Regions from separate parts of the Sus scrofa genome. Here all the other regions are linked to region 1. The links are chromatin contacts, called in public Hi-C and HiChIP or PLAC-seq maps. All regions are on one chromosome and are shown on one strand. The core of a region is the stretch at or near the end of the contact, and the rest is flanking DNA. Distances in the headings are between cores, read along the strand shown.

Region 1 (2,698 bases), core at 111-2,610:
AACTGTGCTCCGTTAGGGTGGAGAGCACGAACGGATGGCAGCAAAAAATGAAAATGAATTAAAAATAAGTTAATCAATTTTCCTTATTAAAATCATTGGATGGCAGTGCCTACATGATACTGCAGATAAACACACAACATATTTTTCCTGTCACACACACACACACACACACACACACACACACACACACACAGAGTAATGATGGGCCCAAAACTGTGACCGGAGTTTTAGCACGGACGCTGATCAGAAAGGAGTTGCGCTCATACTCCGGACAGATACATGTTAACTCCTTGCCCGGAATAGGAAAACCGTGGCCAGTTTTCAAGCGAAAAGTTCTGAGATGGAAGCACACGCATCATCAGACGCCAGACGCAGGACCGCACCGGCCGGCAGCAACCTCTCCGCGAGGACTCACAGGCGCACCAGCCCCCGGGGGGCTGTCTCGGCGGCCGTCTGGGCGGGGCTGCCGGGGGGAGGCGGAGCTGCCGGAGGGAGGCGGAGCTCCCGGGGAAGGGAGGGGAGGGCATAGCGCGGGGGAGGCCTCACCGCGCAGGCGCAAGTCCCCCAACCCACCCCACCCCGTCTGCAGTCCGGGCGGGGCCACCCCGGAAGGGAGGGACGGGGCCTCACCGCGCAGGCTGCAGCGTGCAGCTCCGCGATCCTCCGCTCTGCCTCCGTTAACTCTTCGCTTGCCCGACCCGTCGCCCCTCCCTCTAGCGAGTCGGGCCCGGAGACGCCGCGGTCTCCCTTCGAAGCGGAGCAGAAGGTGAATCTGAGGGGCTGTCGGAACTCCGCTCCGACCCGGGGTGGTTTTGGCGGCGGGGCGGCAGGCTGCTGCCCTCTGAGCGCGGCGCCCGCGGACACCCGGACCCTCCAGGCCGCCATGGCCGCCGCCTATCGGGGGCGGGGCGCCGGCGCTGGGGCCTCGGGGCGGTGCCGGCTGCTCCCGCGGGGCCTGGCCTGGTCCCAGCCCCGTACCCCGGATCCCTCACCCCAGACCCTGCCCTCCAACCCTTGACCCTGGGCCCGCCCTCCAGTCCTGGATCCCGACCCCCAGCCCCGACCTCGGCTGTCCGGACCCCGACCTCACCCTCCTATGCCGGACCCCGCTCTCTGGTCCTGGACTTTGGCCCTCCGACCCTGATCCCGGACCAGCCCGACCTCGGGCCTCAGGCCTGGTCAGCTCTACCGGGCGGTCGGGAACGCGCGCGCAGCTGGGCTTCCGCAGCCCCATTGGCCCTTCCTTGGAGATCAGGTGGACTTTAGGCCCCCGAGGAGGCCCCCACGTGATGCACCTGTCAAACTAGTCGGGATCTTTGAGCATGATCGCCACAACTGTTAAGATGCCAGAAAGTGATCAAAATACCCCAGGTTTGTTTATAACCAGCTTGGGCTTATCCGGCAAAGGCTGTGTTTACAGGTGCCGCGTGGCTTGGTTCTAGGGCCCAGCCTAGAAAGAGGACCAAAAGTGAACCCTGAGGAAGAAAAGCCCATGGTTTCATGTTGCTAAGTATTTGCAGAATACACAGTAAAAGTATACTTCCTGTCCGAAAGATGAAAGAAAATTATCCAGCTACCCCTACAAAATTGAATTTGAGAAAATTAGCACAAACCCAGGGGGTAATTTCAGGCGTTAGAATTAAATTAACACACTCCCACCTCGCACCCCAGCCTGTGTTTCAGACTTGAAGAGTTGCCCTTTTGTAAGTGTCCTTCACTTTTTGAAGAAGTGGGGGGCAGGAACTGATCCCTGAAGATGGTAGGTGGTTGAGTAGTACCTGAGAAAGAACGCTCTAAACCATCGCCACCCTGTTTTTGGCGTCTGTGTTTACCATGCAACCCTGCAACCGTATTTGGATTCTCTTAGTAGGTACTGACTGAATGATCCTATTGGTCATTTGTAAATCTCATAGTGAGTTAATATGGAATCCTGTTTTGCAAATCTATTTATTTCCTTTGTGTTGGATAATAAATTAGTTATGGCACTCTGGAGACTGCTTAGTGATCTGAGAAAAGAGCTTTAAACCTGGAAGGCTGAGGAGGAACCCTCGGTAACGCTATGGAAAGAGCTGCTATGATTAGAAAAAGGAATTCACCATAAATTAGTCATGTGTTTTTTGTGCTATTTTACCAAGCCTTTTTTTTTTTTTTTTTTTTTTTTTTTTAAAAAAGGCCGCACCCACAGCATGTGGAAGTTCCAGGGCTAGGGGTCAAATCAGAGCTGCAGCTGAGGCCTGTGCCACAGCCACAGCAACACAGGATGCAAGCTGCCTCTGTGACCTATGCCACAGCTTGTGGCAACATGGTATCCTTAACCCACTGAGCAAGGCCAGGGATTGAACTCACATCCTCACAGACCCTACGCCAGGTTTTTAACCCGCTGAGCCATGACAGGAACTCCCAAATTCTTCAACAGAAGAAATAAGCCTGGAAGTTCTGACTGATTTCCCTATTTTTTAAGTTGAGGATGAGGACTTATTAATGGTTTATGACATTAGTTCAAAGAGTGGAGACTGAATTTTACAGAAATGAAATAGACTAGACCAAGTTCAAATAGGAACGAATCACCTAGGAAGAGTAAGTGTTGTTTTGTGAAACTCCTGCTTTGGCAGATGAGGGGTGTGGATATGAAGGGGTGGGCAGAAGGGAGGTCTTCGTGGTAATAGAACAGTTCTGTGTTCTGATCTGGTCAGAAGTC
Region 2 (2,698 bases), core at 71-2,570, 660 kb before region 1:
TTTTGTCTTTTTTTAGGGCCACACCTGTGTCATATGGAAGTTCCCAGGCTAGGGGTGGAATCAGAGCTGCAGCTGCCGGCCTCCGCCACAGCCACAGCAACACCAGATCTGAGCCATGACTTCGACCCACACCACACACTGCTCATGACAATGCTGGATCCCCACGCCACTGAGAGAGGCCAGGGATCAAACCCTCAGCCTCACGGATACTAGTCAGATTCCTTACCAGTGGGCCACGACAGGAACACCTCACATGTATCTTTAAATTTGTGCATCTATTAAAAGAAATTGCACCTGGTATTTATAGATGAGGCCACAGAGCTGTAGTTTCTGAAAGCAATGGTACATGACACTCCAATCTGCTGACTGCTTCAGAGAAAAAAAAAAAAAAAAAAAAAAACAGCCTTGGCCATATGTCAAAAGATTAGCTTTTTCATTTCAGATATAACTTTAAGATACATGTAAGTGATATTTTTATGAGTCCCGACCGTGACAAACATTCCGATGTTTTTCAATCACTAGTGGGCTGAATCTAATCAAGTAAGATGGTTTTACTAGATTGCTGCAGCACAACCCCCAGGACAAGTGCTGAGTAATACAACATGCGGGTTTTGGTGATTTTTTTCTTTTTGGCCATGCCCATGGCAAGTGGAAGTTCCTGGGCCAGGGATCAAACCCATGCCACAGCAGGGACCCAAGCCATTGCAGAGAGAACCCTGGATCCTTAACCCACTGCACCGCAAGAGAACGCCTATATGATTTTAATTAAAACAAAACCAATAGTTATAGTTCCCTTTGTGCTGATTTTGTCACCGCACTAAGCTTTTCCAGGAACTCCAGCAACAGCACAACACAAATTCCAAGAAACCTTTTCATTCCTATCACCCGAGACCCAGAGAAGCAGGAGAACCGGTGCTCACCCTCTGTGCACTAAGCCAGGAAATCACCTTCCTTGTGAAAGGTGAAAAAATTTGTCCCAAGCAGATTTTTTTTTTTTTTTTTGGCTTTTTTGGCTTTTTAGGGCCAAACCTGTGGCATAGGGAAGTTCCCCGATAGGGGTCAAATCAGAGCTACAGCCGCTGTTCTAAGCCACAGCCACAGCAACGTAGGATGTGAGCCGCAGCGGTGACCTACACCACAGCTCATGGCAAGGCTGGATCCTTAACCCAATGACCAAGGCCAGGGATCAAACCTTTGTCTTCATGGTTACTAGTCAGATTTGTTTCTGCTGAGCCATGTCAGGAACTCCCCCAAGCAGATTTTTGTGTTGCCGGGAACAAATAAAGACAAAGACCTAATACCAGAACTACAAAGAACCAAGAACGATCTAGTTAACTTGCAAGAAAAAGTCAGCAGATAAGCCAGTATTCCTTGGAAGAAGAGGGAAGTTCATCTGCCTAAAATATCTTACTCACTTTTCGTCCCTAAGTAGCCTCAGCACCCCTTAAAGTCTCCTTATTTCCTATAATAGAGCAGAAGCTCACAGACACAAGTTCTCCGTTTCCTTGACTTGACTTGTTTTTCTGGATTCCACCCTTGGGCTCTCCTTGGAGGCCAGCTCACCTGCTCAATCAGGCCATTTTGGAACCAAGAGCTGTGTTCAGCACTCAGTGTTGACACAACAATTTGAGCTATGTGGAGATTTCTTTAAAGATAAACAGACCTGTTGCGTCCCAGAGTCCCAGAAGCCGCCTGACCTGGAGCCGGCCACCATGACCAGCCAGTCTCAGGGCATCCACCAGCTCCTCCAGGCCGAGAAGAGGGCCAAGGACAAGCTTGAGGAAGCCAAGAAGAGTGAGTGTCTGTTCTATCTGTCCTGTGAGGGTTTGGTCACAAAATGGGAGGAGTGGAGAGGAGCTGGTCTTAAAAGCATAGCCCTCAGGGGCAGGCAGGAGGGTTCCACCAAGTTTCCTGGGAGATCTTGGCCCCGCCGTATCAACTACCCCCTTGTATGTTTCTGCAATCACTATGGGGGTATGGGGGTGAATTTCCCCCACTCGGATCTTTGGAACAAGCCGTGTGCTAAGTGAAATGATAATGGACATTGAAGTTACAAAGACACAGGCTTAAGCTTTGCCTCTGCAACTTCCTTCATGTTGCCACACCTCAGTGTCTCAATATTGTGAAACAGTTAAGAGATAGACAACTTCCAGATTGAATCTCCTTACTAGAGAGTGAAGCTGAGCCAGGGACTTCTTCTCTGCAAGCATCAGCTTCTGCTTCTGTCAAATTTTGTTGATAGAAACTCACTCCCCCTCCCCCACCCATGGCTGTTAATTTCCGACCTTTGAAAGTATTTCCATTTTGGGAGCTCCCATAGTGGCTCAGCAGTAAGGACCCCCAACTAGGGTCCATGAGGACGCGGCCTTGCTCAGTGGGTTAAGGGTCCTGGGTGGTGGTGAGCTGTGGTGTAATTTGAAGAAGCAGCTCAGATCCTGTGTTGCTGTGGCTGTGGTGTGGACCGGCCGCTGCAGCTCCAGTTTGACTCCTAGCCTGGGGACTTCCATTGGCCATGGGAACAGCCCTAAAAAGACAAAAAAAAAGGCGTTTCCATTTTGAAGTTACTTCGTGACTCAGTGGATTAAGCATCTGCCATGGCCCCTGATGTGGCTCTGGTTACAGCTGTGGTGCATGTTCAATCCCTAGCCCAGGAACTTCTGCATGCCACAGGCACAGCCAAAAAGGAAAAAAAATATGT
Region 3 (2,698 bases), core at 81-2,580, 640 kb after region 1:
CGACCAAACTTGAATCAGATGCCTCCAAATTTCCTTCTCAATTAGGCTCTGACTTTTGCGCTTCTGTGTTTGTCTCTGCATTCCTCAACTTTAGCAAGAATCCTGATAAGTCAGTTTAGCCAGACTTCCCCTCCACCATAGCTGACATCTGGCTCCTCATCCCCTCCCACCTGCCTTCAGCAGGAACCCTGTTAGGTAAATTTAGCCAGAATCCCCCTCTTACAACTCTTTGTTTTCTGTTAGCCATTTTCCATCCACCGAACATCACCAGCCACCCCCTGAGTCCCTGCCCCTGGGTGATAAATCCCCACTTTCCTTTGTCTGGAATTAAACCCAATCTCTCTCCCCTAATACAAAACCCCACTGTAGGAGAAACCCCTGAATAAAGCTTGTCTTACCTTCTTCAACAAGTGTCAGTTTTGTCTTTTTAGGGCCACACCTGCTGCACATAGAGGTTCCCAGGCGAGCTGCAGCTGCGACCTACACCACAGCCCACAGCAACGTCAGATCCTGAACCCACTGAGCAAGGCCACGAGGATGGAACCCGCGTTCTCATGGATGCTAGTCAGATTCCTTTCCGCTGAGCCATGTAGGGAACTCCAGAAACACTTTTTTCTAACAGGTCTATCCACAGGGGAACCGGGAATGGGTCCACCAGTCTGGTCACCCACCCTATTAGGTTTCAGCCTCTGTCTTATTTTCCTCGTGTCTGTAAAACCACACGACTGGCACCTCGCTGCTGAATATGTAGTGCGCAGAAAAGCAAGATCACCATCACCTGGGGCTGTGTCAGAAACGCACAATCTTGGGAACTGGCTCCAAAACTTATCCGGGTGGGGTTTTTTGTTTGTTTTGACTTTCTCTCCTGACACCTTCATACTTATGTGTACATTTTTCAATGTTTTCTGTGGACAGTAAGACGTTAAATCATTTCTGGAGCAATTGCGTTGGCTGTTTAAAGCGGAAAAGGGAGGTCGAGCTGGGTTCTTCGGACGCCAAGCAGAGTCTGCGGGGCCGGGCTCCATCTGCTGCGGAGGGCTGCCCGCTCGCCAAAGGCCAACGCGGTGAGGACGCGCTCCGCTAAGGGTTGGGGGTGCTTCTGCCGCTTCTTACCAAACCCCGCCCCAGTCCCCCGACCCCAGCCCCCACACCACTTCCCGCACCACCCCGACCACCGCGAAAACCCGGACTAATAGCCTCCCAGCGCTGCCGGGGTCGCCCCGGGGCACGGGGGGGCCGGGGACCCACAGAGCATGCGCGAGGAGGGGCGCGCGCACATGCGCATTGGCCGGCGCAGGGCCGTTCGGTGTTGTCCTGGCGGCCGCGAGGCTGCGCGCGCGGTTGACGTGTTCGGTGGCTGCTGCGGCGGCGGCGGGGCTGGGAGGGGAAGGGCGGGCGGGGCGGGGGGCTGAACCCGGAAGTGGGTCGGCGCCGGGGCGAGCGCGCCCGGAGTGGAGCTCGGCGGCCGGGATCCAGCGGGGAGCCCTCGGTTCCCGGTAATGGATGAGCGGCGTGTCCGCTCGGGGAGCGGGTGGGCAGGGCGGCAGGTCACCCGCGGCCGGCGCGGTCTCCGCCCAGAGGGGCCTGCGGAGGCTCTGCTCCGGCGGCCGTCCCCCTGGGTGACCCGGCTCTCTCCGCGTCCCTCCCGGGGCCGTCCCACCAGGCGCCTCCGGCCTTTGGACGCACGCCGTCCGGGAGGAGGTACGCCTTGCTGCCCGGGGGAAGCGTGTTTCTGGGGGATGTGGATTCCGCCGCCGCGACGGCCTTATTGTCACCGTCCCGGCGCCTCTGCATCGCGAAGGTTGCCCGCTCCACCTGCGCCCTCGGCGGTCTCGGGGAGCCTCCCCCTTTGCTCTCTTTCCCCCTAGCCGTGTTCGCGAATCGGGCCTTCAAGGTGTGTTCTGCTGCCTTTAAAATTATTCTTTTGTTGGCTGTCTTTTCTATTCGGCCCTCCTTGTTCTCCGCCCTAAAATCTTAGCCACGAATGAAGTGGCAACGGTGACTTTATCATCGTCGAGTTATCAGGACGGATTTGTTGACAGTGCCGCAAATGATGTAGGATCGCTTGGCCATGGAGTTATTTTACGTGGTTCTTACTCTTTTCGCAGACCATGCACCCCTCGGGCACGCCCCTCCAGAAGCCGTTATCTAAGACAATCTAGTTTTCCTTTGTAAATCCCTCAAGACACTTATGAAGTTTCTTGTTCTGAAATTGCTGTACTGCAATGAAGAAAAGGAGAAAGGTTACTTCACATCTTGAGAAGATCCATCTAGGCTATCATAAAGATTCTTCAGATGGAAATGTGGCAGCGGAGTGTGAGCAAATAACCTGTACTCATTCCACAGAAAGACCAGCTCCTGACACTCTTCGCTGTTATCAGGAACTTCCTCCCTCTCCGGATCAGAGAACACTTTTGAGTTCTTTGCAGTACAATAAGAATTTGCTGAAGTATTTAAATGACGATAGGCAGAAGCAGCCGTCTTTCTGCGACTTGCTTATCATAGTAGAAGGAAAAGAATTTAGTGCCCATAAAGTTGTTGTTGCTGTTGGCAGTAGTTATTTTCATGCGTGTTTGAGCAAAAATCCAAGCGCTGATGTTGTCACCCTGGATCATGTAACACACTCAGTTTTTCAGCATTTGCTTGAATTTCTTTACACATCAGAATTTTTTGTGTACAAATATGAAATCCCTCTTGT

The links. Hi-C and Micro-C count contacts between places; a contact is called where the count stands out from the background. HiChIP or PLAC-seq counts read pairs in DNA pulled down with a chosen protein or histone mark.
Region 2: a contact with region 1 is called in an H3K27ac HiChIP or PLAC-seq map of alveolar macrophages. The contact joins the promoter of ATP6V1G3 here to the promoter of C10H1orf53 in region 1. A contact is called at or near these places in 1 of 5 promoter capture datasets (fetal liver) and 1 of 2 datasets of contacts at active chromatin or transcription factors (alveolar macrophages).
Region 3: a contact with region 1 is called in a Hi-C map of skeletal muscle, with 6 times the contacts expected there. The contact joins the promoter of ZBTB41 here to the promoter of C10H1orf53 in region 1. A contact is called at or near these places in 2 of 5 promoter capture datasets (fetal liver and liver), 2 of 47 Hi-C or Micro-C datasets (heart right ventricle and skeletal muscle) and 1 of 2 datasets of contacts at active chromatin or transcription factors (alveolar macrophages).

The regions. Positions count from the first base shown.
Region 1 is chr10:20,730,974-20,733,671 of Sscrofa11.1, reverse strand. It overlaps C10H1orf53, which reads right to left and starts at 1,360. Exons shown (of 4, transcript XM_021064484.1): 1 at 1,091-1,360; 2 at 631-747. The coding sequence starts at 1,234.
Region 2 is chr10:21,393,439-21,396,136 of Sscrofa11.1, reverse strand. It overlaps ATP6V1G3 (V-type proton ATPase subunit G 3), which reads left to right and starts at 1,320. Exons shown (of 3, transcript XM_003130597.6): 1 at 1,320-1,794. The coding sequence starts at 1,713.
Region 3 is chr10:20,088,577-20,091,274 of Sscrofa11.1, reverse strand. ZBTB41 (zinc finger and BTB domain-containing protein 41) reads left to right here and starts at 1,330. Exons shown (of 11, transcript XM_021064480.1): 1 at 1,330-1,496; 2 at 2,109-2,698. The coding sequence starts at 2,226.